2 separate regions of the Anas platyrhynchos genome follow, and region 1 is linked to region 2. Evidence: chromatin contacts called from public Hi-C data. All regions are on one chromosome and are shown on one strand. The core of a region is the stretch at or near the end of the contact, and the rest is flanking DNA. Distances in the headings are between cores, read along the strand shown.

Region 1 (3,845 bases), core at 974-3,473, 230 kb after region 2:
TCCAAACACCAGTATGTCTTTTTTTTTTTTTTTTTTTTTTTTTTTTAGCTCACAATTAATCCTGTAAATTCAATACTATTTGCTTTCATTTATTAAAATTAGGCTCCTTTCCAGGGGGAAAGAGGATTCTGAGTTCTTCCTGGGTAAATTTATAGATTTTGCCAACGTGCAGACTCTCCAAGTTCAGACTGGAAAAAACATGGAAATGATAAAATGTCATCCAAGATAGAAAAGCAACTGAGGGATTCCTTTCAAACGTGGTCATAAGAGGCAAAATTCTTCTTCAGAGATGTTCTACCCAGCTCTTCATTTTGGGTGGAGGTTATTATAACATAGAAGCAAAGCTAATAAACTCCAGTTGTAAACTGTTGGTGAGACCAACATTGAAAGGGGAGAGTTTGTTTTGGAGGGTAATTTCAGGCTCCAAGGCATTACTCTCAAAGCACATGATGTTACTAGTGAGAGGAAATATTACACCTCACTTGATATCACTGCATTGTTTCATGAGGTGTGCTTTTGTTTTATCTCTGCACTGGTTTGGGAACATCTCTTTACAGGTTAAAATGATAGCATTTGGCTGGCATCCTTTTGTTTTCTTTGATTAAAATCATGGTCAGAGCAACTTGCTTTGGAGGAATAGTTTGATTTAATGATACTGACACTAATCTACATAAATGTACTAGTAGCTTTTATGCTGCATCTGTACATTTCAGTTTAGTGAGAATTGGCCAATTTTCCATTCGTTCCCATTCAAACATCTCTACAGTCATTTATGGCGCTGTGCATGTATTGCAAATGGAAGAGGGAAGGAGTCTTAACTTTTTTTTTTTCTTTTTTTTTCTTTTTGTAGCCTGTTTTATGGACAACATACTGGTTTTACTACAGTGATATCAGTTCTCTATTTTTTCCCTTTCTTTCACTCACATTTTCTCTTCATGCAAGCTGGACATAGGAAATAGCATTTTTGTTTGTCATTTTTCTAGTCATTCTACTTTCTAGCTTTGATGGGGAACTGCAGTGTTAGTTCTTGCCAGCAACAGTAAAATCTTAATGAAGTATTTGAGAAGTCCCAATGGAGGACCTGCCACATGTACAGAAAATATAGAATAAATGCAGGAAATACGCAAGCCAAAGCTTAACCTTATGGATTGTCTTGTCACAAGTAGCACAGAACTGTTCATTTAGTCATTTGTATGACTGACCTTGATGAATGTTTTTCACATAATTATATGTTTCCTAGCAATTCCTCACAGAAAAGTAGGTAGCTGGTGTCATCCAGGCAATTGGTTGGAGTAGCCCTGCCTTTTGAGAAAATTCAGATCCATTTCAGATACTCACACCCACTTCTAACCTGAACAGATCACGAAGTAACTTTTGTTTCAACGGTTTTGCAGAAAGCTTTTCTTTCTGAAGATGCTGCTTCTGTGCCCTGTAGTCAGGACCAACTACTAGGACTGAGAGCAAGGAAGAGCCAAAACCCGAAGCCCTCCCCTCCCCATCATTTTGTCTTGGCACTTTTCCTGTTACTAATTTCTGGACTTTGACAATGGCTGCACTTTCGGCAAATCAGTGCACGTTAGCACCGTCAAAACAAGAAAAGCAAAGCTAACTTACGCATTTGTAGTGCTTTAGGCAGTCTGAACAGTGACTTACTTTCTATATCAGGGTTATGCTCACACTGCTCTCTGGCAAACTGTGAAGGTAAACGCCCAAAGAGGGGAAGGCAGTGGCCATGGGGTGAGCTGTAAATACGGCAGTCTGTGAATCAAACCACTCTCTCTCTCCCACCCTTTCTAGAAATCTATCAAGCTGGCAGGCTGCCCTGCTTGAAATAAATGTGGAAAATATTATGTAACTTTGCCCTGTGTGCTGCGCTGACAGCGTAGGCACAGGTTTTAGTTACACTATCTGCTCTGGCTATTTTTGGTGACCAAAGGCTTCTCTCTTTAAATTTATGTCTCTATTTCCTTTCCCCCCACCCTCTAGTTTCAATTTTATTTTTTTTTTTCACTGACAACATAATGCAGCTCAACATCTGCAAGTGGGAAAACAACATCAGCAAAGCTGTTTAAGTGCAGGCTATTTTTTTTTCTTCTTTAAATACTGCCAGAGGAGGCATATACAGCTTCTAACTAGCTGAGCACTGAAACAGCCCATCTCAGCTCCCCACCCCTGGAGTTATATGCTGTGTCAATACCTCCCTCTGCTGAAAGCTCTACATTCTTTCTCTCTTGCTTGACTATTTTTTCCCTGTGGCAGGACTTACACAGATGAGGAGCAGTTGCGATATATAATAGAGTAGCCCGTTTGCTGCAACACAGCCACCCTACCAAGATTACATGCTCTAGGGAGTGCATAAAACTAAACTGCTCGTCCTTCCCGGTGTGACTGCTTGCAGACTAGGATCTGAGACTAGGAGAAGATGATAATTTAGAGTCAGATGACTTTTAAAATTACTCTGTAAGGAACCCCTGCTCTGGAAGTCAGCCATTGTCAAGGGCAATCCCATTTAAAGACAATTCTACGTGCACTTATGCTTTATAACTTTAATTTCTTTCTTTCAGTTTTATTCACTTAATAAGTTTGTTTTTTGTTGTTGTTGTTCTTTTTTTGTTTGTTTGTTTTGTTTTGTTTTTTGTTCTAGAAATAGTAAAATTACAGTGTGGTTTGTGATCTATTGTGCTGCATGAACTACCACGTAAGACTTTCAGTGCTGTTCAACTCAAACAGATTGAATTGTCTTAATGGTTGGAAAAATCTATGAATCATCTCAGCTACAGCTGGTGTGGTTATGAGGGAGCTCAAAGTCAAGACCTCTGTTTTTCAGAGGCTGCAGGATTAGAGACCCAAACCGGTCCTTTCTCATCTCAGGATCAAGATTTTAAAGTGACCAGCAGATTTGATTTTTCATAGTTTTTAGTACCCCAAACTAATACACCAAAAAGTTTAATGATTTTATTAAAGGGGGTGAATGATCAAATTTAGAGGAGAATGGGACAACTTTAAGGCTGAAACTTGAGCTAAGCCCCTACTTTCAGTGGAGAAGTAGAGGCAAAAGACCCTGGTCCATAAAGAATATTTTCCTTTATGGCTGCCTACTCCTCCAGAAAATTTGAAATAGTTGCAGGAATGGCTAATGCACTGCAAAGTAATAGCAGTTCATGGCTTGTTTGCATTAATAATGCTTAATATTTCCTCCTTAAGTTCAGCTGCTTCAGAGGCTTTTGATTTTCCCCTCTGTTTGGTGGCAGATGGCAACAACCACGTTACATCAACCTTGTTTTGGAAGAAGTATAAATCAGGTCATTCCTATTAACTTTTTCAACAGCAGTTTCTAATGTCTTTGGGGACTCTGGTGGTGTTAGGGATGAGAGAAGAAATAAGTTACCCCACCAAATAAATGTCTAAGGAAAAAGAATAAATTCTGCCTATGGGCAAAGTGTCTGGATGGGCTTGGGGTTAGGAAGAATACACACACACAAGGCAGAGGAAGGGTAGAGTAGAAGGCAGACAATAGGGTGCAGGAAGGAGTGCAGCTGTAGGGAATAAAAACACTCAGGGGAAGGTCATATAAGGAGGACGGGGAATCATCACATGGGTGAAGTTTTCAGGAAGGTGCTATTGTGTGGAGACTCTTGAGGAGACCTGACCTTATAAGGAAGAAATAAAGAATTACTTTTCAGAAAAAAATGAAGGTAGGAACTAAGTGTTGGAGAAGGAGAATGGTGTTTGACTGAGAGTGTGGTGTGAGGTCGGGGCTTTATGGCTCTTTGTAAGGTGGCCAAGGGGGTACAGCTTGAGGTATATTGCCTTGTTTTAGTAGATAGAAAAAAACAAACACCTAT
Region 2 (3,486 bases), core at 591-3,090:
CACTTTGTGGATTTATTTTTCTGGGAATTTGGATTTGGCTGTGATGTGAAAATCAGACGTCAAAAATAAATACTTATTTTAAAAAGGCTTTGTTATGTTCTTTCAGTCGAGGGCTATGATTTTATATTTGGTCCGGCCATAGCTGGACATAGCCAAAACAAAGCTGCAAGTCGATATATATAGATACTGCGGTCTCCTTGGAAGAGTTACAGAGTGATGTGCAGTACACCATTGCTCACTTTCGGCCTCGCAGCTCGTAGCTGTACATTAGCACAGCCTAGCTGCGCGTCCGGGTGACGATGCGGTGAGCGTGCAGTGGTCGGGAGGGCTGCAGGCTCTGCCGTGCTGCCGGTCTCCGGGAGGTGGCAATGCAACACAGCGCAACGCAACGCAGCCCTGCAGCGAGCAGCGCTCACTGGGCTGCAGCCCGAGACCCTGTGTCAGCTCCTGGCCGGGCTCTTCATGAAGAGCGACCGTCCTGGTCTGCCTGTGGCACCTAACTCATGTCGCCGACTCCTTGCGACGGCGTGAGTTTGGGGAGGAATCTGCTGTAAAACAAGATAAACTGTCAAATTAAGCCTAATGAACGTGTGTAAACTGCACCGGGCTAACTCACTCTAGGCAAAAACTCATGTCTGAAGTGGAAGTACTCGCTGTAGGCTTCCAGGATTCGAGATTACTTATGTAAGTAATTCACAGTGCAACGTGAGACTTCACACAGCAGCAGCAGGAGAAGGTTAGAATCGGAGATGGCAGCTTGTTGCACAGGGTGCGTGTTATCTAACGCAATAAAGCCACGCTGGGAGCTGGCCTGGAAATTAATTCGTTGGCATCTGCTTTCAGCTCCTGGGCAAAGAGTAGCCCAGGTTACGTCTGGAAGCCGCTTTTAAGGGTCAAGCAGTCGTGCGGCTCCTGACTACAGCTGCCCGCTAGCGCAGCTCCCAGCTTGTGGGACTGGTGCAGCAGCAAGGCTGGCAGAAGGGGGAACTCTGCCGAAAGGCCGGCTGGGCTCTGTGCCCTCGGCTGTTTCAGCAGCGAGGGGACGGCTGCCTGCTGGCCCTGGCTTTTTGGTGTTTTGCTGGGAAGGGGAAGTGCGTGTGGGCATTTACACTGAGCGCTGGGCAGCTGCAGACAGAGCAGCGCAGCAGCAGGTCCACGCTGCGCATAAAACCGAGCAACTCTGTGAGCCTCGGGGCGTGCGGCTCCTCCCGGGCCAACTTCCCTCAGCGGCGGGCCGGGGGCGGCAGGGGGCGGCACAGCGCCGGGCACGGCCGGGACGGGGAGGGGGGGGGGGGGGCGAGCAGCAGCGCGCTGCGGGCAGCCGGGAGCGAGCCCGCCCGGCCCCGGGGCGGCCCCGGGCTTTTGTCTCGGGCCCATTACGTGGCACAAGCGGCTGAGGAGGAGGAGGAGGAGGAGGAGGAGGAGGAGGAGGAGGAGGAGGTGGAGGCGGCTCCGCGCCGACCCGAAATGGCGGCCAGCGGCGGGGCGGGGCGGGGCGGGCGGCGGGCGGGGCGCTGGGCCCCGGCACCTCCCCCCCGTGCCTCGGCGGCGGCGTTTATATGGGGGCGGCGCGGGGCCCCGCCGAGCTCCCGCCGGTCGCCCGCTGCCCTGCAGCCGCCGCCGCCGCCCCGGCCCGGCTCCCGCCGCCCCGCCGGGAAGGAGTCGGGAGCGTTTCGGACCCGTGAGCGGCCGGCACCCCCCCCACACCCGCACCCCACACCCACCCCGCCCCGGCCGCCGCCGCCGCCGCCTCCCGCCCAGTCGTGGCTTTTGCAAACCCTCCGAGGGGAGCGGGCTCTTTCGGTCCTTGCTGCGTGTCCGACCATTACAGGATCTAGCGATGTCTACGACGCTGTTATCGGCCTTCTACGACATCGACTTCTTGTGCAAGGTAAGGGCCGGGCCGGGACAAGGGGGGAGGCTGCCCGGGGGGCGCGGGGCTGCTCCGTGCCCCCAGCCCCGTTCCCGTCCCTGTCCCTGTCCCTGCCCCGCCGCGGCTGCGGGGCCGTGCCCAGGGCGGCGCGGGCTGGCGGTCGCGCTGCGAGCCAACCCGCCTCTCTCCGCTCTCTCCTCCTCCTCCTCCTCTTCTCCCGCTCCTCGTCCCCCCCTTCTCCCACCCCGCTCGCAGACGGAGAAGTCCCTGAGCAACCTGAGCAGCATGCTGGACAAGAAGGCCGTGGGGACCCCGGTCACCCCCCCCAGCTCCAGCTTCGCGCCGGGCTTCCTGCGGCGGCACTCGACCAGCAACCTGCCGGCCCTGGCCGGCGGCTCCAAGTTCCCCAGCCCCACCGGCTCCAGCTCGTCCTCCTCCTCCTCCTCCTCCTCTTCCTCCTCCTCGTTCGGCAGCCTGAAGGAGACGGGCTCCGGCGGCGGAGGCGGCGGCAGCAGCAGCCCCACGGCCCTGCTCAACAAGGAGAACAAGTTCCGGGACCGCTCCTTCAGCGAGAACGGCGAGCGCAGCCAGCACCTCATGCAGCAGCTCCAGCAGCAGCAGCAGCAGCAGCAGAAGGGGGGCGGCTCGGGCGGCGGCGGGGGGGCGCCCATCAACTCGACGCGCTACAAGACGGAGCTGTGCCGCCCCTTCGAGGAGAGCGGCGCCTGCAAGTACGGCGAGAAGTGCCAGTTCGCGCACGGCTTCCACGAGCTGCGCAGCCTCACCCGCCACCCCAAGTACAAGACCGAGCTGTGCCGCACCTTCCACACCATCGGCTTCTGCCCCTACGGCCCCCGCTGCCACTTCATCCACAACGCCGACGAGCGCCGCCCGGCGCCCGGCGGGGGCACGGCCGCCGCTCCCCCCGCCTCGGCCGCCCCCCCGCACCACCACCACCACCACCACCAGCACGCCCCGCACCCCGCCGGCAGCACCGGCGACCTCCGCGCCTTCGCCCCCCGCGACCACCCCCTGGGAGGAGGAGGAGGAGGCGGCGGCGGCGGCTTCGGGCACCCCCGCGGCGGCGGCGGCGGCGGGGGCAGCGAGCGGCCCAAGCTGCACCACAGCCTGAGCTTCTCCGGCTTCTCCGCCCACCACCACCACCACCACCACCCGCACGCCGCCGCCCCGCCGCCCCCGCCGCCCCCCGGCGGCCGCCTGGACGCCGCGCTGCTGGAGAGCCCCGGCGGGTCGCGCACGCCGCCGCCGCCCGCCTCGGCCTCGTCGTACTGCGAGGAGCTGCTCTCGCCGCCCTGCGCCAACAACGCCTTCGCCTTCTCGGGCCAGGAGCTGGGCAGCCTCATCGCGCCCCTCGCCCTGCACACCCCCAGCTTCGCCGCCGCCGCCGCCGCGGCAGCCGCCGCCGCCGCCTATTACCGCTGCCAGCAGCAGCAGCAGCAGCAGCCCCCGCCGCCGCCGCCCCCCGGGGGGGGCTGCCCGCCGCCCCCCGCCTCGCCGCCCTTCAGCTTCCAGCCCCTGCGCCGCCTCTCCGAGTCGCCCGTCTTCGACGCGCCGCCCAGCCCGCCGGACTCGCTGTCGGACCGCGAGAGCTA

The links. A called contact is a pair of places that touch in the nucleus more often than the background predicts.
Region 1: a contact with region 2 is called in a Hi-C map of liver, with 2.0 times the contacts expected there. The contact joins the enhancer-like site here to the promoter of ZFP36L2 in region 2. A contact is called at or near these places in 3 of 8 Hi-C or Micro-C datasets (liver, skeletal muscle and subcutaneous adipose tissue).

Annotation. Positions count from the first base shown.
Region 1 is chr3:41,257,013-41,260,857 of IASCAAS_PekinDuck_T2T, forward strand. No RefSeq gene overlaps it. Among named protein-coding and RNA genes, the nearest start is that of TRNAS-GCU, 60 kb to the left of the region's middle. Within about 2 kb of position 2,224, at least 2 of the 8 cell types and tissues checked have an H3K27ac peak or open chromatin away from gene starts, as enhancers often do. A contact at or near this core is called in subcutaneous adipose tissue, where this site is marked.
Region 2 is chr3:41,028,477-41,031,962 of IASCAAS_PekinDuck_T2T, forward strand. It overlaps ZFP36L2 (ZFP36 ring finger protein like 2), which reads left to right and starts at 1,841. Exons shown (of 2, transcript XM_027454118.3): 1 at 1,841-1,891; 2 at 2,129-3,486. The coding sequence starts at 1,841. It overlaps THADA (THADA armadillo repeat containing), which reads left to right. Exons shown (of 39, transcript XM_027454105.3): 39 at 1-85.